Linked DNA regions of Pan troglodytes: region 1 is linked to region 2. The links are chromatin contacts, called in public HiChIP or PLAC-seq maps. All regions are on one chromosome and are shown on one strand. The core of a region is the stretch at or near the end of the contact, and the rest is flanking DNA. Distances in the headings are between cores, read along the strand shown.

Region 1 (2,727 bases), core at 186-2,685, 370 kb after region 2:
GGGCATTACAGGCAATGGAATAGCAACACACAAAGATTTGGGGATTTTAACAAACTAAAACCAGTATTTCACGAACACCTAATAAGGACAAGGTCACAACCTATCCCCACATGGTCAAATTAACTTGGAAAGGAGAAAAACTTCACTCTGACATCGATTGGTACTGCCTTCTTTGGGGAGGAAAAAAAGCATTTTTATACTCTGAACTCCGTCGTTCTCATAGACAAAGTTATAGCAGTGTTTGCAGAGAGTAGGGAGTATCCCATCCACCACTTATTTCTTTCTCATATCTACTCAGTAATTCAATACAAGAAAGAAAAAGATAACCAGGACTTAAAGCAAAAACAGAATTCAGTTCCATGCTCCTCCCAAGCCTTATTATTTCCAGGTGTTATAACTGGGAGTTCTGCGGACAGATTTGAGTTCTACTTCCGCTCCTTTAACCCCCTAGTCCGAAGAGTCCAAGAGCAGCAGCAAAGAAAAAGACCAACTCGAAAGTGGGGAAGGGATGTTGGGGTTAAAGAGGGGAGTTAAATAACCAGACCTTTAGTGAAGAATAAAGAATTCAGGCTGTAGTTTGTAGAAGTAAGTTATTACAGGCCTGTAAAGTCTGGCGCTGGGGAAAGCCCAAGAGGCTTTCCCTAACTCCAAAACGGCGACCTTTAAAGTAAGGGAGGGTTGGGGCACCACAGCGGCCGGATTTCTAATTGTGGAAAGTTTAAACAAATTTGTCCCTCGGGGAATGGGGGAAGGGAGGGAAGAACAAGTCTGGGCTCGGCCGGGGAGCGTGCGGAGTCTGCACGCCGCGGCCGTCGGTCCAACGCGGGGAGGCTCAGGGATTTTCGGCAGCAGCGACTTCATCCACCCCGGACCGCCGGCTGGAGGACGTGCCTGCAGCCGGCGGGTACGTGCGGCCAATTCGGTGGGACGAGGACGCGGACTGCGAAGGCAGGTGGGTCTGGCACGAAGGGGCAGGAGTCCTAGGCTCTGGGTGGAAGTTGGGGGTGGGACGGCGCCGGGAGGCCGGGGAGGCAGCGGCGAAAGGCGGCGGGCGGCTCTACTTACTCGGCTGTACCAGATGCTGAGGCGGGCCGCGGCCAGCACGGCGAAGAAAGCCCTCTGCGGGTCGGACTGAACGTGGAAAGGCGCCTCGGCCGGGCTCCCCAGAGGGCACAGCAGCCTCTTGGGCCAGCCGCTCAGAAAATACATGGTCCGTGCGGAGCCCCCGGCGCCCCCAGTTGCGTCCGTCACACTCAGCGGCCCCGGGCTGGTCGCCCACCTCCCACACCGCCACCGGCCGAGTCGGCGGCGGCGGCGGCGGCAGCTCGGGGCATCTGCCCGCTGGCCTGGCCGGGCCGGGCCGACGCGAGGCTGCGCGACGAAGGCACCCCCAAGCTGACGGGGCCGAGTGTGGGGGAGGGAAGGGGAGGGAGAGTAGGGACACAGAGAGGGCGGGAGGAGCGCGGAGGCCCGCCCCGACCCCGCCCCTTCCTCAGGCCGCGCGGGCGTCACCACGCCGCGCCGCGTGGGTCGGGCCGGGGAGGGCCCGCGCGCGCGCTCTGGAGACTCCTGCAGTCTCCCTAGCTGTTTCTTAAGCTCCGCATAAGCCTCGCCCGCGGCCGCCGCGTTGCGTACGCACTTCTGCGCGCTGGCCCCTCCCTTGCTCCTTTCCCTAGCAATCTCCAGGGTTTTACCGGGAGGACCTAGGCAACGGCCTGAGACTCCGAGGCAAGTGGGGCGAGTCTAGGGATAACGCAGCAGCAAGGCTACTGGGCCGGTGGAACACGCCCTGGCCTGGCCAAATTGGACCTCCCTTCCGGATTGGCGGGGTCTCGGTGGGGGCGGGCCGGTTGCCGGGGGGAGCTGGAGTCACGTGACGCCCTGCGCGGTTTCCCACTTTGGGCTGCCGGCCGCTGTGGCTGTGGTGGGCGGTAGGGGCTTTTACCGTGTGAGCTCCTTTAATGCCGGGGTCTGCAGTGAGAGCTGGTGATGAAGCTCCTGCCGGTGTGGAGCTTACATCCCTAAGGGAGCGTTTATTTAATCAGTAAATAAACCACTCACCATGAAAGTATTGAGTTCTGTCTCCTGCCTTTCAGGAGTTCTAAATCTAGGTCTTTGAAATCCGTTTCCATTCGTCTCAGCCTTACCAGCCATAACTTTAGATGAGAGGAGGCTATCTCTTTCGTGCTGCAAAAGGCTTGGACTTGGTTTTAGAACTGGAAGGGACTGGTGATAGCGTAGGTCCATATTTAGCTTTTGGACCCCAGGTATCACCTTAACTGTAACTTTCAACGGATTGACCCAGTGGTAACGTCTGAATAGAAGGAGGGTTGAGGGGATATGGTGTGGGATGGGGGAAGGAGGAGTCTGAAATAGAAGAAAGATTTGCTTCTCATTGTCTACCTTTTTTAGTACAGTTTGAATTTTTCCATATGTTTGTATTACTTTTTCAATTAAAAAGCCAGGTTTAAAAAATGACCCCACATTAAAAAGTAGCAACGTAGGCGGGGTGCTGGGGCTCACGCCTGTAATCCCAGCATTTTGGGAGGCCGAGGCGGGCAGATCACTTTAGGTGAGCAGTTCGAGACCAGCCTGGCCAACATCGTGAAACCCCCGTCTTACTGAAAATACAAAAATTAGCTGGGCGTGGTGGCAGGTGCATGTAATCCCAGTTCCTCGAGAGGCTAAGGCAGGAGAATCGCTTGAACCTGGGAGGCGGAAGTTGCA
Region 2 (2,981 bases), core at 347-2,846:
GAAATTCTGCCAGATGACTTGGAATTAGGCACCTGGAGTTTTTGAAGTATGACAGACCTAGATTTTAATTTTGGTTAACAACTTTCTTAAACTAAGAGGCAGTTTCCTCATCTGAAAAATAAGGTTAATACCTAGCTGATAGGCTTGTTGTGAGAATTAAAGGAGACAATGAATATAAAGTGCTTAGTGGCACAGGATTCAATAATGTAAGCTAATATTGTCCAAGAGTCATGAAATAGGGCTAATGACTAAAGAGTAGAGGATGTTTGCTTGGGTACGTTGGGCTTCAGATTCCTGGGCTTTGTCGAAAGAAAGGAGGAATGTCTAGTCAGACACAGTTTTTGGTTGCCAGGTGCTGAAGTAAGACTGATCCCTGCATTTTTTTCTGTGAGCTGAGGTTCTGTGGACTCTTCTCTGAGGGGAGAGAACCTTGTAAATGCGTTATATATTACAAATGTCTGATGAGAGGAGACCTCGAATACTAGATAAAAGGTATGTGTGGAGGACAGTGTGAATACCCTAACTAAAAGAGCGTTCCCGCTTCACTATTTTACTTAAGAGTGATACTTAACTTACTGGACAAAAACAGCTTTGAGGTTAAAAAAATTTTTTTATCACTGCTTTAAAGTTCACATTAATGAGAAGTAAACAATTGCAAGAGTCAGAGTATCCTAATCATTTAGTTATACACATTTTACCTTTAAAATGCATGATTTCTGTAATTTTGTTTTTGTGTTTAGGTAATTCTAGGTTTTAACGAGGGTTCTGTGTACCCAGAAAAAATAATATGTGCGTCTTTCAAATAGAACTTGAGGAAATAATAGTATTTGCTTTATGGAACCACGAATTCCTACCTCCCGACTAATTTTAAGTAACATGTAAACCAATGTGAATGATGAGTCCACTTTTTAGTCATTAAACAGTAATTGTAAAATGTAGTGAGATTGTCAGCCCATGCAAACAACTGTTTAATGCTGTACAACTCAGACATGAACTATTTTGACTGTTTTCAGTCCCAAGAATTTGTTTAAATGAGGTTCCATTCTCTTTATTCTTAACAGATCTCAAGAATCGGGAGGGTGGAAATTTGTAACTGAAAACATGGAATTAGTTCCAAAATATGAATTGATGTTAAGAGCTGGGGTTCTAAAAATCACCTCCTTTTCTTCTGCATGTGAACGTATGGTGGAGTCCTTAAACTTTCTTTCTAAACTTCTCAAAATTCTGGTTATATATAAAAGACCCGCAGTCACAAGGGAGAAAGAGTGGGAACAGAATGTAAATTTTATAGTAGAGAAGATTTACATTTTGCGCTTTCTCACTATTCATTTGCCATTAACAAAGGTTATCTAGCAACTTTAATTTTAGTTTGGGGGGGGCTAACACGGGTCTTGCAAAAGAAGTTTCCTCTTGAAGCACTTGCTTTAGAAAAAGCCTTTTGGCCACCTTCCCAGGCGGTAGCGAATTAAGCTGCGCAGGCGCCTTGCTTCCCCCTCCATCAACATGTTCGATTGGCCTACGATTGATTACATCATTGGTCCGCGCAACCCTAGCAGGCTTCTGGGCCTGTAGCTGAGCCGAAGCTCTTCCTTTTGCGTAGCGGGGCGGGGCACGATGGTGGCGGGAGGGTGGTGGGGGGGAAATTGTTTTACTACGCATGCGCACCGGGGATGGCGACAGGGCCTCTTTCTTTGCTTCTCTCCACAGCTCTTCCCAGCCGGGGGGCTGAGTGCCCTCCCCCTTCTCTCCCTGCCCCTCCCCTTTCTCCCCCCTCACCGCCCAGCGGGGCTTCTAACTGACAGTTGTCGCCGGGCCCCGTCCGTGCACCGCCTCCTTCTGCCCGTGTCCCCCGCAGGTAGAGGGGGGCGGGAGGGGGTGTGAGGGAGAGGAGGAGTCGGAGCCGCCGCTGCGGCCCCCTCCGGGGAGGGGAGAGGAGAACCCCCTTCCTCCTCGCCCCCTCCCAGCCCCCCGCTGGCCCGGGAGGGGGTGGGGCGCCGAGGCCGCGCCGAGGCCGCGGCGACCCGGCAGGGCCTGGCCGGTGAAGAGCAGGCGGGCGGGGTGCGGAGGGGTGAGGCCGGCGAGGGCCGTGCGCGCGCCGCCGCCGGGGGGAGGGGAGAGGAGGGCACCTAGGCTCTCCTCTTCTCTCCCCCCTCCTCGCGCGCCATGTAACCCCGCCCCGCCGGCGGTGAGCTCAAGACCCCCGCGCGCACCGAGCCGAGCCGGCGGCTGAGGAGAGCCAGGCCCGATGTGGCGGGGGCTACGCGCCGCGGCCGAGCCGTGAGGAAGCGGCTCGCGCTCACGCGTCCCCCAGCACCTCGAGCGGCTGTTCCACACCGCCCAGCCTAGGCCTGCCGGGGCATGAGTGTGCCCGGGACGCCGGGAGCGATGGAGCCGGCTGGGGAGGAAGAGCGGCCGCCACCGGCGGCCGAAGGAGAGAACGACGAGGAGGAGGTGGCAGCGGCGGCCCAGACCTCAGGGCCGGCCCACGGAAGGAGTGCCTCCTCGCTGGAGGACGCGGACGATCAGGAGGAAGAGATGGAGGCGATGGTGATCGGAGGCGGTTGCTGCAAGGAGCAGGAGCTGACCTACGAGCTACAGCAGGGCTACCGCATCCTGGGCGAGTTCCTGCAGGAGAAGCACCGGGGCCTCACCGCCCCCTTTCTGCAGCCCTTGGGGGGCGTTGCCACCGCGGAGGAGGAGGTGGCGGAAGGGCCGCGCAGCGGGGGCCGGGGCGGTCGCGCCTTCCCGCAGCAGCCCGGACAGGGCATGTGTCTGCTGAAGATGGAAGAGAAGTTCGCCAGCGGCCAGTACGGGGGCATCACCGAGTTCGTGGCGGACTTCAGGTTGATGCTGGAGACGTGCTACCGCCTGCACGGAGTGGACCACTGGATCTCCAAACAGGGCCAGAAGCTGGAGATGATGCTGGAGCAGAAGTTAGCGCTTCTCTCTCGGTAAGCGAGCCCGGTCCCCGGTGGCACTGA

The links. HiChIP or PLAC-seq counts read pairs in DNA pulled down with a chosen protein or histone mark.
Region 1: an H3K4me3 HiChIP or PLAC-seq map of stem cell-derived excitatory neurons shows a contact between it and region 2, with 4 times the contacts expected there. The contact joins the promoter of RIC1 here to the promoter of BRD10 in region 2. A contact is called at or near these places in 1 of 7 Hi-C or Micro-C datasets (stem cell-derived neural progenitor cells) and 1 of 1 datasets of contacts at active chromatin or transcription factors (stem cell-derived excitatory neurons).

The regions. Positions count from the first base shown.
Region 1 is chr11:110,294,175-110,296,901 of NHGRI_mPanTro3-v2.0_pri, forward strand. It overlaps RIC1 (RIC1 homolog, RAB6A GEF complex partner 1), which reads right to left and starts at 1,436. Exons shown (of 30, transcript XR_008537235.2): 1 at 1,066-1,436.
Region 2 is chr11:109,920,039-109,923,019 of NHGRI_mPanTro3-v2.0_pri, forward strand. It overlaps BRD10 (bromodomain containing 10), which reads left to right and starts at 1,597. Exons shown (of 9, transcript XM_063788722.1): 1 at 1,597-1,693; 2 at 2,131-2,951. The coding sequence starts at 2,359.